Linked DNA regions of Rattus norvegicus: region 2 is linked to region 1. Evidence: chromatin contacts called from public Hi-C data. All regions are on one chromosome and are shown on one strand. Each heading gives the region's core, a stretch centred on a gene start, on an enhancer-like site or on the middle of the called end of the contact. The rest is flanking DNA. Distances are from core to core; before and after follow the strand shown. Region 1 overlaps Rpl12-ps2 (ribosomal protein L12, pseudogene 2). Region 2 holds the start of Tsc22d2 (TSC22 domain family, member 2).

Region 1 (7,016 bases), core at 2,803-5,302:
ACTTCTCTGTGGCCTTTATGTAAAACACTTATGTCCTTATTTTGTTCTTGCAAAGATAAAACAAGTACAATTATAGAACATTCATTTAGGTAAACAAATAAAGAGAAAAAAAATCTTCCCAATTTTGCCACTGAATGATAACTAGGGCTTATATTTTTATTATATATTCCTAATGCTTTTATACTAATGTATACATGCTATGAATATTTGAATATATTTTATAAAAGTGATCAAAATGTACATATTAAATTTGAAGCCAGTTCTTGCTTATTTAAATAAATTACATTATGAAAGAAAATTTTATACCGTGAAATTTTTGTTGAATCCAGTGTAACAATATTTTGATACTCCATCTCACTAATAGAAGCTTTTGCATTATTTATTAAATTGATTCAGGTAACGGAGAATAATTAATATTAATAAGAAGAGCATTAAGGGTTGGGGATTTAGCTCAGTGGTAGAGCGCTTGCCTAGGAAGCGCAAGGCCCTGGGTTCGGTCCCCAGCTCCGAAAAAAAAGAACAAAAAAAAAAAAAAAAAAAGAAGAGCATTAAATGTTATAACTTCTCAAGTAATAGTCATTCTATGATGCCTAATATTACATAATTGCACATAACCTAATATTATATAAATTTGCTTCCTAATATCAGTGTCAAAAGGGATGTGTGCATGAGTTTGATCTTGTTTTTCTTTTGTTTTGAGACCGTGAGCTTTTATAGATCTTCAATCAGCAATCAGAAGTGCTAGAATAGCTTTTCAGCTAATAAGAGACTATACTACCTGTCATTGTACAAGCTTGGCTGAGAGAACTAGTCAAAGAACCTTCAAACATATGCCATTCATCTACTCCACTAGGGTGTTCCAGTTCTACTCTTGAATTGGATAAAGTCTTTCAGCTCTAATCCATCTCTACATCTAGGCACTCACCAATGTAAGAGACAGTTTAAATTTGCTCATATGTTTATTATACAAATGCTATTTAGATCAGTGTCTCCCACGCCACAAACATTTGCTGTACTTGGCATTAAACTTTTAAAGATAGATTTTGCTGGCAGGAAAAATGTGTTGCTGAGAAACTTACGTGTTTATTTCTTCATCATAGAAACAGTAATTTTACTGATTGCGATTCTGTAGTTCCTCATCCCAGGTCAGAAAGCCCAGAGTGAAAGCTGATGCCAAATCATAGAAATTCTGTTGTGTCTTGATATTTGAATGCTTACTCTTTCCTAGAACTGTTTTCTGTTTCTATTTTTACTACCATCGTTGTCGTATTTGTACCTAGAAGTACATTTTTTTCCTCCAATTTTTTATTCGAACTCGAAAGCAAACATGTATTTTGTTGAACAACTTAATGTAGGAAGGACATGTGATGGCAGTGATAGGTGTGAGGGAGTGCTGGAGTCCACCGTGGAACAGACCGTTGCCCAGTGCCGTCATCTGAGTGGTATGGAGCAGCGTGGAGTTTACAAAGATGCAGACACAGCCCCTAACCTGCTTCCTGACCATGGGATCGCCCAGACTCTGGGCTGTGCCAGAGGCCGAGATGAGGGACGCTCCACTTTCTGGATTAGACCTCTTTGAAGGACCACCATGGTCCTGTGATGCGACTGAGGGCTATGTGTGGTCCTGATGGGGCCAGGGGTGAGGTGGATGTTGGTGGCCTGTCTTACCTATTTCATGCTATGTGGTTGTCTGGCCTTGGGCTGTGTTGATTTTTGTGGGCCTGTGCTGTTCCTAGGACCATGTAAATGTGGGTGACCTGTGCTACCTACCTGAGACTGTGGTGCTTGCTGTCTGGGTCCCTGTAACCACCAAGGGCCAAGTCTGGGTCTAGGGATCTGCTGCAGCCTGAAGCCATGTTGATATCCATGGTCCAGGCTGCCTCCAAGGACCTTGCTAGGTCCATGGTCCTAATGTATCTGGACCGTGTTCACGATGCCAGAAACCACGAGCAAAAGTCCTTGATCTGAGCTCCAGCTGACTGTAAGGAACAAGAAAGCTACTTTGTGTTGTCCGTAACTGCCAATGCACAATTGAGAAAGAGGGACAAGAAAGGCTTCCATAATAACCCCTCCCCTCGCCCTGAACATAGCAGCCTAAATAGGAAGCCACTGAAAAAGAACTCATAAAAATTGTGATAAGCAGAAAAACACACATGGTATGCACTCATTGATAAGTGGCTATTAGCCCAAATGCTTGAATTGCCCTAGATGCACAGAACACATGAAACTCAAGACGGATGATCAAAAGGTAGTGCTTCACTCCTTCTTTAAAAGGGGAACAAGAATACCCTTGGCATGGAATAGAGAGGCAAAGATTAAAACAGAGACTGAAGGAACACCCATTCAGAGCCTGCCCCACATGTGGCCCATACATATACAGCCACCCAATTAGACAAGATGGATGAAGCAAAGAAGTGCAGACTGACAGGAGCCGGATGTAGATCGCTCCTGAGAGACACAGCCAGAATACAGCAAATACAGAGGTGAATCCCAGCAGCAAACCACTGAACTGAGAATAGGTCCCCCGTTGAAGGAATCAGAGAAAGAACTGGAAGAGCTTGAAGGGGCTCGAGACCACATATGAACAACAATGCCCACCAACCAGAGCTTCCAGGGACTAAGCCACTACCCAAAGACTATACATGGACTGACCCTGGACTCTGACCTCATAGGTAGCAGTGAATAGCCTAGTAAGAGCACCAGTGGAAGGCGAAGCCCTTGGTCCTGCTAAGACTGAACCCCCAGTGAACGTGATTGTTGGGGGGAGGGCGGTAATGGGGGGAGGATGGGGAGGGGAACACCCATAAAGAAGGGGAGGGGGAGGGATTAGGGGGATGTTGGCCCGGAAACCGGGAAAAGGAATAACAATCGAAATGTAAATAAGAAATACTCAAGTTAATAAATAAATAAATAAATAAATAAATAAATAAATAAAAGAAGACATAATAATAGAAAAAATAATATAAGGATGATGAGGTGATAAGGATGCTGAAGTGTAGCTCTCTACAACTGATGGCTTCTGGAGGGGGCGCAGGTGAGGAACTCAATTTTCTTTAGGGGGCAGGCCACTGGAGTTTAACTATGCTCCAGTAAGTGTATGGGCAATACACATTGGACTTCTTGCTGTTAGTGTTGGAGGAAAAGGGCATGGGAGGACTGGGAAATGAGCACAATTGGGGTATACAAGGTGCAATTCCTAAGGAAACAATCAAAGTATTGCTTTGAAAAAAATTATTGACATTGCTCTAAACATTTCTAAGGCTTTGCTCTCTGTTAATCTTCATAGTTTATAAACCCTTCAGTAACCTGGTCTAGGAGAATCTGCAGGGATAAACCCCTCTGTGCTTGCTTCCCACTTTACATTCTGCACTTCCCAGCTTCTGCTAAACGCCTGTTTTTGAATCAGGCACCTTATTACTTTACGCTGTGGACTCCTTCAGGGGCAAGTGTGGGCGTCTTTTTAGTCTTTCAATGCCCAGCACAATGCCAGGTAAGGATTTGTGTTGTATTATACGGTCCTAGCTGGTACAGGAACTGAAACCCAGTTTAGTTTTTAGGAGGGAAGGGTGGTGGAGGCTTTCCTTCCTTTTGCGCTTTTCAGTGTTGGTTAATTTAAAAAACAAATCAGAGAAATGTAAGCATTATTTTAACAACTGATACTGTAGAACAAGATGGTACCCACCTCTTGTGACCAGTGACAGAGGCCAGTCTGGGTGAGCAAAAGAAGAAGGTGTGGCAGCAACTCCTGCTCTCAGAGAGCACAGCCTCCTCTCCCATTGGCTTTGGATTGGTAAAGTCATCAGGAGGCTCCAATGACTGATTTTAGGAGAGGGACACAGCAATTTTGTATAAACTTTTTTCGGCAGAAAAAACGTACTTTCTTTCTTCCAGCTGTTTCCTTTCAAGGGCCTGGTGTTACTGGGATGAACACCTCGTGTACATGATTCAGACGCTGCAATGACTGGATGTGATCATTTAAAGCATGAGGCACGGGCCCTGACTTTTCTATTCTGACCCTGGCGCTCTTTGAGCAGTTGGTTAATCACAGCTCGAAAGTGACTTATCTGTGATGTGTAATATGACTAAGTGAGCAGCTAAGCAGTTTCATTGTGATCCTGCAGTCACTGGAATTCCTGTCACCTTTCCAACAGTTAAGTCATTTTGCATAACAGCAGGGTGACATCACTGAGTTGCCAGATTATTGGCTGAAGACAAAGGGGAAAAAAATGCTTCCTGGACTGTAAACCTTTCCCAGAGCTAAATGAGTTTCTGCAGTACACTCCGGGAGCTTTGGCGTGTCCTGCCCAGGCTGAAGCCTAGCTGGAGATTTAGCAACGTGCCTAACTGTAAAGTCTCTTCCCTCCACAGGGACAGCCTGTGGAGGATAAAGGGCCAGAGAAAGGAGACAACGACAATGTTGTTGTCTCTTTCTGGAAGGACTGGTTTACAAGATGCAGTTCATTGCTTTGTATGTCCACACTGAAGGAACAGTCCGCTGGGGCCCAGTTGCAAACTGCTTATGGCTGAGAGCCTGAATTATTTCCAGGGGGAAATGGTAGTGTAGATTAATCAGCAGAGAGCACTCAAACTTCCAATTTATTTAACTGCTTAAAAATCTCACACTCTAAAACTACTGATGGAAATGCCCCTAAAGTAGAGGTATGAGGGCAACTTATGTGATAATGTCTAAGAATTATTGTTCACTGTGTACCCGAGTTGTTCTAAGGGATGACCATATACCGGTGAGCTTAGTCCAACGAAGCAACCACTATGCTGTCTCTAAGCTACTTACCGAGAAGGGAATGGAGACGCTAGGATCTCACAATCAAGAAAACTGAGGGCAGAGAGCTCAGCAGCAGCTCAGCAGTCTTGGTTGTTGCCTCCTGTTGCATTATTGTGATAACGACAATTACACTACCTACTGCTCCTTAGTCTACTGAATGCTTGTAATGTAACCAGCTCTGAACAAGAACCACGCCATCCATTCATTAACTCTGCCAATGAAATGATTCTTATCATCCCTATTATGGGAGATCGGGAGCCGGGGACTGGGAAATTCTGCCACACAGAAGGTAGATGTTGAGTCATGGTGCCGTTCCTGTCGAGATCTGGATTCTGCGTGTTTAACGCAGTGCTGTGTTGTTTCGATAGCTGCTGTTTATTGAACAGCAGCTAATGTGCAAGCCAGATCGTAGGTATTAGTGGCTAGCTTTATAGCTTTATAGGGGGAGAAAACTGAAGTTCTAAGCAGTCAGGCAGCTTGTCAGCTTCTGAGTGGCAGAATCAGGACCCTCCCTCCTTATCACCTCCCTCAGATCTAGAGCTTTACTGCAGGTCCCCTGCCACAGGACAAGAGGGAAATTAAGGGAAGGGCTGGTTTCTCAAGAGGTTCTGAGAGCGCTGTCTTGGTCTTAAAATCTTCCAAGGAGTGGAGGCTGGTAAAGGGAGGCTAGAAATGGCCTAGAAACCACCTAGGGTGGTTGCTCTGACTTAGACCATAAATTTAGACCCCCTGAAGCTCCTTCTCCAACTGACGAGTCTGGCTGATACGCTGGATACGGGCAGATGCCTGTCTCCCTTTACTTCTCTTTTTTTTCCGCACTGAACTCAGCATTTCAAAACAGCACTGCCTCATTCCTCATTTAGCCTGGAGCTTGGAGTCCCATCAGCTCTCTCGCCTTGTAAGGGTTTTCTCCCTGCCCCTAGCACTGCTCTTGCTCTGTAGCACATATTCAGTTCTCTGGAATGCAGCCACCCATGAGCGTGACACATGTTTCCAGAAGGCTCTAGAAATGCGTCTGATGAGTAGGTTTAATTTTGTTAAAGGCCTATAGACATTCTGCTATGTAATACTCTATTAGTTTCATGGAAGGCACCCCTGCCTTTAAAATGTAACAATTTACAAACACTGAAATCAATAGAAAGCACAAGGCTGCAAACTAAGAAACCAACAGGTTGAATACTTCAGAAACATTTCAGAGTTTTCAAAAAGCAAGAGCCTGGGGTAGATTGAAACTCTTACTCTATTAAAGAAAAATTGAATACATCCATTTAATAATTTAAGGAATATTTTTTTTGGAGAGGCAGAGACTAAAAATATGTAGGACATATCTTAGTAAATACCATACAGTGGAAAAAAATCGTAAGATATGATTGTTCAAACAGGGAAGAAAGTCCTCTGTAGAGAATCTGTGGAAGGGGGAGAGGCTTGGCTAGAACTAGAAAAACTGGTGGAGTTTTAAGGGTTGACATAGAGGTTAGAGAAAGGACAGTCCACACAGGGAGCTAGCATGTGATTAAGAGATAAGACCATGCAGTCATGAATCTTGCTCCAGGGAGCACAGTTCTTATGCAATATGAGACTCTTCTATAAAAATCTACAGGGATAATCAAGGATTTGTATTACTTTTAATATGAGAGAATAGGATGTAGAAGAAAAAATAGCATTAGAAGTCTCAAAATTAGGAAAGGGAACATCACAACTACTGCTGGCAACTACTGCTGAATTCAGGAATGACCCTTTAGCAGAGGGTACACTTACCATTGTGAATAAGTCAATGGCAGTGGACATAAAGCTAACGCTAACTCAGTGGATAGGAAGCCACTCGTGTCATCTGAACTTCCTGGCCACTTCTTCCCAGCTCTAAGTCTATATTCCTGAATGAAGAAAAGATCCTTCTATTCAAAGAGGATGAATAATGCCTGGAATGTTTACTCATGCTGTTTGCGATCCTAATCAACGTCTAGGGATATTTTTATAGCCGAGACTGCCTTAAGATAAATGAGTTCTCTCCGGCCTTTTGATCATTAAGTGCTTTGGGATATGGTCGGAAGAAGTTCACTTCATTTACTCAGACACTGAGGGAGTTCCTAGGTTGGTGCCCGATGGTCTGTGTTTTCTGCTGTGCCCTGCTGGCATAGTACAGTGCTAACCGGATATGGTAAACATGTATGTCATTTCACAGATAGGTTTTAACAGACGCCATGACTTCTACTCTGCTCTCTCTGAGGTCATT
Region 2 (7,016 bases), core at 1,811-4,310, 46 kb before region 1:
TAAGCATTTTTAACTAGCATAATATATATGTACATATATACATACATACATACACATATACATAATAACTGGAAGTCAAAGGGTGTGAGACTAAAATATAGAAGAGATGCTTTATTATTTCATGATAGTCTATATAACTAATTCTAGATCATACCAAATTTTGATCCTTTTAGCACCTAAAATTAACCTCTTGAAAACCTACAATGTAAGAAGATACCCAACTCTTCCTGTAATGTTTAATGTAGTGTTAATACTGTAGTTAAGTTTTTAACAAGGTTGGACTTATGTCATGTCAAAGGTCTATGTGATAGTTCCTTAAAAAATAAAAAAATAAAAAAAAATAAAAAAAAAAAAGAACCCTACAATTCCTAAGTAGCCACAACCATGAACAGCGTAGCAATGCACTAATTTCTACCTATTTAAAAAGCATACCCTACACTCTGGGTAGAGGGCGTTGGTTACAGACATTTTAAAACTATAGCCTTTATTATTGTTTAGGCATTTCACACCTCCCTTCACTAAAGACTGATAGAACATCCATCTTCCAGTACTTTTTCTTTTTCCTATTTTGCTTAAACTTTGAAAAGTTTGAAAAGTTACTGGGAACTCTCACGACTCCCTTCTATTAAAGACTGACTTAGGGGTAGTCAAAGCTAGACTTCACCACATTTTATCGTTCTTTCCAGTCTGCCCAATTCACTGATGGAGACTGCTTCTATTCCATTCCTTCCCTGCCCCCAGGAAAAGGCTCTCTGGTTTTCTGTCTTAAAGAGTTTCAAAACTAACTCAGGCAAAACTGCAATAAGCACTCAAAAGTAATTACTACCTTAGAAAGGGACTCTCTTACTAAGGGTGGGGGCAATACCAGCTCTCATCTTTAAACTGTTAAGCTGAAATAAATATACCAACGGCGTTGAACCACTATCCATTTAATTTCTTAAAAAGAAAACAAAAACAAAACAACAACAACAAAAATCCCGTGACTTTTGTCTCCTTACTCCCAAACTTTGAATTGATTTTTACCAAACTTAAGTTTTAAAAATAAAGACCTTAAGTGGAAACAAACAAACTCACTCCCAAAACTGCATCTATTTGGGCAAGCAACTCTACCAGATGTTCAAAATAAAAATTTACCTACCTGTCTTCATCACCATCAACAGGAATAGCTATGCTGAATACAGAGGTGGCCAGACTGTTCATAGGTGTTAATTGAAGAGGGTTTGCCAGGGCATCTGCAACTGGAGGCTTCACAACAGGCTTATTTTCAGCAATGAGAGAAAGTGGTGCTTGAGGTAGGGGTTCTGATTTTCTTCTAGTATCGTCAATTTGCCTGACTAAAGACTGGGTCTGAGTCTGAAACTGGCTTAGATCAGACTGTGGTAGACTTGTTGGTGCACTGTGTGTGCCTTGCGCTAAGGGTGGACCAACTTGCTGGATGACGCTGCTGCTCCGGCTGACTGGCGTATGGCCGCTCAGCTGCTGAGACTGGCCCAGAGGCGCGGGTACATTTGGCATAGTAACAGAAGTGGTGGGCACAACAGGCACGCTTGGAACGGGTACCGCTGCAGGCACGTTTGGAACTCCGGGCACCACGGTGTGAGGACCACCAGGCACGGCTGACAGCTGAACACTGCCACCCATATGTGGCGGAGGCTGCACGGACTGGGGCTGCCCAACCCCGGTCAGCCCAGAGCCAGGCTGCACCACGCCTCCTATAGCAGCTGGGGCCACTCCGGCCGGCTGACAAGGAGCGGCCTGGCCCACGGGAACCGGACCCGGGGCCACGACTTCACTGGGCTGGGCAGAGGCGCCCATCATCTGGGCACCCAAGGAAGAAACGCTCTGGCCAGATCCCAGAGGAAAGCTGGCCGCTGAAGCAGAGGTCGCGCTAGCGCTGGTAGACAAGGGCTGCGCAGGGCTTGGTGGCTGCAGGGCCACGTGCGGCGGCAGGTACTCACTCTGGCCCGATGGCTGGACCGGCAACAAATGCCCGGGTGGTATCGGAGGCTGGGGATAGGCGAACTGCTGTGACAACGAGGAGCCGACCGCCGGGCCAGGCTGAGCTGTCAGGGCCACAGGCTGTGCCAGGTTGACATTCGGCGGCGGCGGCAGCCCCTGGCCAACAGGCCCGGGGAGGGCGCCGCCGGCTACGGCTCCCTGGAGCTGAGTTGGCTGAGTGGCTGCCGTCATTGGCTGCGACCCGGTCGCTGCTCCGGGGAACAGCGGCAGCGACACCGAACTTGGAGCCACAGCCCCACCTACGGGCGGTGGAGGCTGTGGCTGCCCAACGCTGAAACTCTGCGGCTGGGCGAGAGTGGGCTGGCTCATTTTCTCCGACGGGGGTAGCTGTGACACAGCAGTCAAGGAGCTGTCAGTTCCCGAGTCCAGCCCGTGCGCCCCCTGCATGGAGGCCACCACCACCACCACCGACCCTCCGGTGGCGCCCAAGCCGCTGTCCCGCTCTGCAGTCTGCTCCAAAGTATTGCTGTGTCTAATGCAATCCCCGGACCTACTGAGGACGCTACTATCTGAATCCCGCTCGTAGTATTCCATACACGTCCATCGGCCGCGCCGATACGGCTCTCCGCTCCCGTGGTCTAGTTTGATCACGCGGAAACGGGAACTACAAGTGGCAGGGGGCTGAGATGGAGTTGCACTACTTGGCCCAGGAGCAGACACTGAAGTGGCAACCGCCGCCAGGGTCTGGGAGAGTGCCCCTGCCACGCTCCGGGCCGGCACGCCGCCGCCTCCGTTGGCGGGCACAGCTGAAGCGGCTGCCAGCTGCCCATCTAGGATGAGGTTCGGGGACACAGTCCCGGGAGTTTCCGCATCCCCGACATTGTTGAGCGTCTCTTCCGAGGAGCTGCGCTCGCACACCTCCTCTGGGCCGTAATCCGTGGCCCGAGAAACGTCGAAGATCTCGGAGGACACGTCCTCCGTGCGCGACTCGTCCGGGTCGTCCAGGCTCTCGGTGTCCTCGGTGATGCTAGTGGCCACCTGGGCCGTGGTGACACTGGTGATCTGGAAGCAGCTCTTCTTCTTGGCCGGCATCTTGGACATGGTGGAAAAGGCTGGAGGACAGAGGCTCCTCTGGGACCCCACCGGAAACCGAGAAGGGCCGAGCACGGGCCCCCAAAGACAAAGTCCGAGTTCGCGCCTGGGTCTACGGCCCACGCCGCAAGTCACGGGCTGCTCTGGGCGCCGGCGTCTAGGCGCGACATCCTCCTCCTTCCTTCTCACCTCCCGCGGCAGTGGTGCCTCAATTCAACCCGTCAGTGACGGTCCGAGCGTGGTTCAGGGGCGGGCCGGCTGCTCGCACAGCTCAGCCGCCGCGGTCAGTCCAGCCCGGCGCTCGGCGCGGTCAGCAGGCCCGGCTGGGGGTGGAGCGCAGGGCGCAGGAGGCGGCGGCGGCGGCGTGAGGGGCGGTTCTGCCCCGCTCGGGCTCTTTTGGCCGGGTCCCGCGGCTGCTCCCGCGCGGCGACGCGGAGGAAGAAGGCGGAGCGGCGAGGCCGGGACCGGCGCTTCCTGACGGGGCTGGAGGTCCGCGGCGGGAGGCAGCCCTCCGTCCCGGGCTCTAGCCCGAGCGCAGTCCCGGGGCCATGCCGGCGGTGGCGGCGGAAGCCCGCTCGGGGGCGGGGAAGGCCGGCAGTCTGGCCTCCCTCAGGGAGCCACCCGCTGCGGCGGGCCCGGCCTCCTCGCGGCTCTGAGGCGCGTGAGGGGCGGCGGCGGCTGAAGGAACGGCAAGCGTGCGGAGGCGCTCGGCGGCGTGAGGGGGACCGGTGGAGGCGTCTTCCGCTTCTCCTCGGCGCGGCCGGTTCGTAGACTCCGGAAAAACTGAAATTCAAACTGCTGAAGCAGCGGCTGCAGCTCCCTCCACTCGGCCAAGATGGGGCTGAAATGGCCGCGCCAGGGATGCTGGGAGGAGCAGCAGCCCCGCAGCCGCTGCCGCCGCAGACTAAAATGCCGCCGCTGCCGCAGCCACCGCCAGCGCCGCAGCCGCCGCCGTTCCGTGACGCGTCGGCGTCGTGACGTCACCGCCCCGCCCCCTCCGGTTTCCTGCAGCTTCTCGTGGAGGCTTGAGGGGGGTTCGTGGGCGGGGCCAAAGGGCAGAGAAAAGGGAGCGGGTTCTTTATTTAAAATTTTTTCAAATTTAAATTTTACGCTGCAGGTTCATTAGGAGTTGAGACGCCAGAGGACGGTTTTTATTTGCAATCCTGGAACGTCGCACGGTTTAGTGCCGGCGTGTGGAAATCCTGGATGACCCGAGGTCATGTGCTGGGTCTAACGTTTAACAGAGTCTTAGTGGAACCCGGGTGATAGGGGAGAAAAGTAGGGCGATCCAGCTGCAGAAGAGATGTATGTCTGGAGAAAGCGAGTCGCGTTAAAAAGCCCTGAAAATATGATAGTCGGAGAAGTGAGATTTAAGAGAAACGAGGGTGACAAACACAGAACAGCAAGCCAGACTGAATTAGAAAGATGATCTTTCAGACAGAAATTCTGTTTTCAACAACAGCGTTAGGGATGATTACTTGCCCAGAGTAAAGTCGGGTTTCGAAAAAGATTAGGAGTTAGTAACATATTCCAAATTTCCCAGGATTTGCTGTGATTCAAGCCTGCAAGAGTTCATTTAACTTTTGAGACGTTGAACGTGAAATCTGCTTATAGGTTCCAAAGTTGAAGAGCCTATGGTGTTAAATAAGTGGAGCTCTTTTGATTGTGCTAAGGCCTTGTTGTTACTTGGTTTGCATCATGCACAATAAAATACCTCTTTCTTCCAGGACTAAGTCAGACAGCAGCTCTGAAAGTGCCACTGAATTTTCCATCTGGTAGCTACTTCCTAATCAAAACCAAGAGTCCATTTGAAAAAAAAAAAAAAAAAAGAGGGAGAGAGACCTGTTGTAGCCTAGGCTACTTACTTAAACCAAAGTGGCCTTGAACTTAGAGTGAGCTTCCTGCCTCTGCCTCCCAAGTGCTGGCAATCAGCTCCACATTGGGAGGGTGAGGATGTTATTTTAAACACTGGCCACTCTTGAACTCTTGATATATGAAAAGAGCTCCCATTTAGCTAAAGTCTGAGAAGTTTTGCTGGAACTCAAGATGTCAGATTTATTGCAGCTTTTAGAGATCATATCAGGCTGACTCATTTAAAGTAGTTTACTCAGTTCTTCAACCGTAAAAGAACTCTTTTATCCAACAACAGATTGAGAATTAAAATTTACACAGTTTTTTAAGGTACTTAGCTGTAATTTACAGAGATAAATATTTTAAACTCAATAGAAACTGTGCTTCAAACCCAAATGACAGAGGTCAGTATAAAAACCAATACCTCCCTGTTTCTTGAGGGGGCACAGGAAAAAACGAAACTGTTACATGCTGTTATTATTATGCCTGAGATAGCTGATGGAATACTTCATTTCTAAATCTGTAATCAGTAATTTCTCAAGACAATATGGTAGAAATAATTGGCTTGTTAAATCCAATGTGAATTTATAATAGATTATTTTAATTTTGATGTTAAAATTGGTTATCAGTTTATGAAACTATGTTAGTTTCAGAAAAATAAATACCATATGCCTGATCATGATATTGCATTATCTTATTATGTAAATTTCCCTTTCTGATTATTAGTGTGATATTCCTCTGTCACACAATTAAAGGGGGAAGAGTAATCTGTAAGCATTCATTCTTAAACAACAGGTGAGCTCTACTATGACAGGAATGTAAACATAAAACTAATTTGAAGAAACAAGAACAACATTTCTTCTACAAGGGGAGTAGAAAGTGTTAAAAAAGACATCTTAGGATTAAGTTAAAATATTTAGATGTTTCATGAAGTTGTGTGTGTGTGTGTGTGTGTTTTTAACTGTTTTCTTGAGAATAGCATTTTCCAAACAGTTAAAGACCCCACTTTTGTATATTTTTCCCTTAAAAAAATGCAGAACTCATGAAGCTGAGACAGATGGATCACTTGAGCACAGGAGTTTCAGGCCAGTCACCTTCCTACCTCATTAATATCCTGTTTCTTAACAAACAAGCAAATCCTAGGTTAAAAAAAAAGAGAGAGAAAATGAGAATTTTTTTTACTTTAGACTGTTGGGAAGAAATGAAAAGAATTCTTAGATGTAGGAATTTTGAAATCTATGTATAAAGGACAACCAAACTATTCCCAAACTACAAAAAGAATATAATTCATAGTTGTCCACAAGGAATTAAAAGTCTACAAATAACAAAATGACAAAAAATAAATAAATAATAAAATCAATAAAAAGTAAATCAGTCAATAGACTGCAGCCTTCGTGTAAGTACCTTTGCTAGTGTGTAGAGAGTTGTTAATAAGTAACATGCAGCCTCATTGGAATTGGAGAGGTCCCTGGAGAGCCAGACTTAAAGGCGTTAATGCAGTTATCCTGGCTCCATGCCTGTACCCACAAACCATGCACTGGAGGCAGTGGGAATCCTGATTCTGCTCTCTTAGCCCCCAACTTGACCATTTGACTTACATCTGGTACTTCCCCAAAGACTTCAGTTTTCAGCAGCATACGGGAAGTACAGAAGAAAGAACAACGTAGGGGGAAAAACAACCCTAAAAACTAAGGCCTCGCTGCACTGATGAAAAAACAATGCTGCGGCAACGTGAGCTTTGCATTATTTGTAAAGAGCACACTTCCGCTAGGCCACTGTCTTCCGGATTCTTGCACTTCTAGTCATCAGATGGTAGACAAGACCCATGGGTTCTCAAGAAAGCCTAACATCTCCATCTACCAGTGAATGATGGCCCATGAAAGACTCAGAAGAAATGCATGATGTTTTCAGTAGAAGTTAAGCAACTATCTACATTAAGGAAAATATCTTCAGAAGTGATACTAAACCCAGTGATATTTACTGTACATTGGACAGCCTACGTTCCAGCCATCATGTTGATTCTGGGATTTAGAAAAAGTTCATGTTTGTTTGTCTGTCTTTCTTTCTTTCTTTCTTTCTTTCTTTCTTTCTTTCTTTCTTTCTCTCTTTCTTTC

What was found. Hi-C and Micro-C count contacts between places; a contact is called where the count stands out from the background.
Region 2: a contact with region 1 is called in a Hi-C map of kidney, with 2.1 times the contacts expected there. The contact joins the promoter of Tsc22d2 here to the enhancer-like site in region 1. A contact is called at or near these places in 6 of 12 Hi-C or Micro-C datasets (the A7r5 cell line, the Rat2 cell line, Schwann cells and 3 more).

The regions. Positions count from the first base shown.
Region 1 is chr2:144,748,522-144,755,537 of GRCr8, reverse strand. All of the region lies in intron 1 of Rpl12-ps2 (ribosomal protein L12, pseudogene 2), which reads left to right. Among named protein-coding and RNA genes, the nearest start is that of Rpl12-ps2, 35 kb to the left of the region's middle. Within about 2 kb of position 4,052, at least 28 of the 93 cell types and tissues checked have an H3K27ac peak or open chromatin away from gene starts, as enhancers often do. A contact at or near this core is called in the A7r5 cell line, Schwann cells and kidney, where this site is marked.
Region 2 is chr2:144,793,084-144,800,099 of GRCr8, reverse strand. Tsc22d2 (TSC22 domain family, member 2) reads right to left here and starts at 3,060. Exons shown (of 4, transcript NM_001191960.1): 1 at 1,139-3,060. The coding sequence starts at 3,060.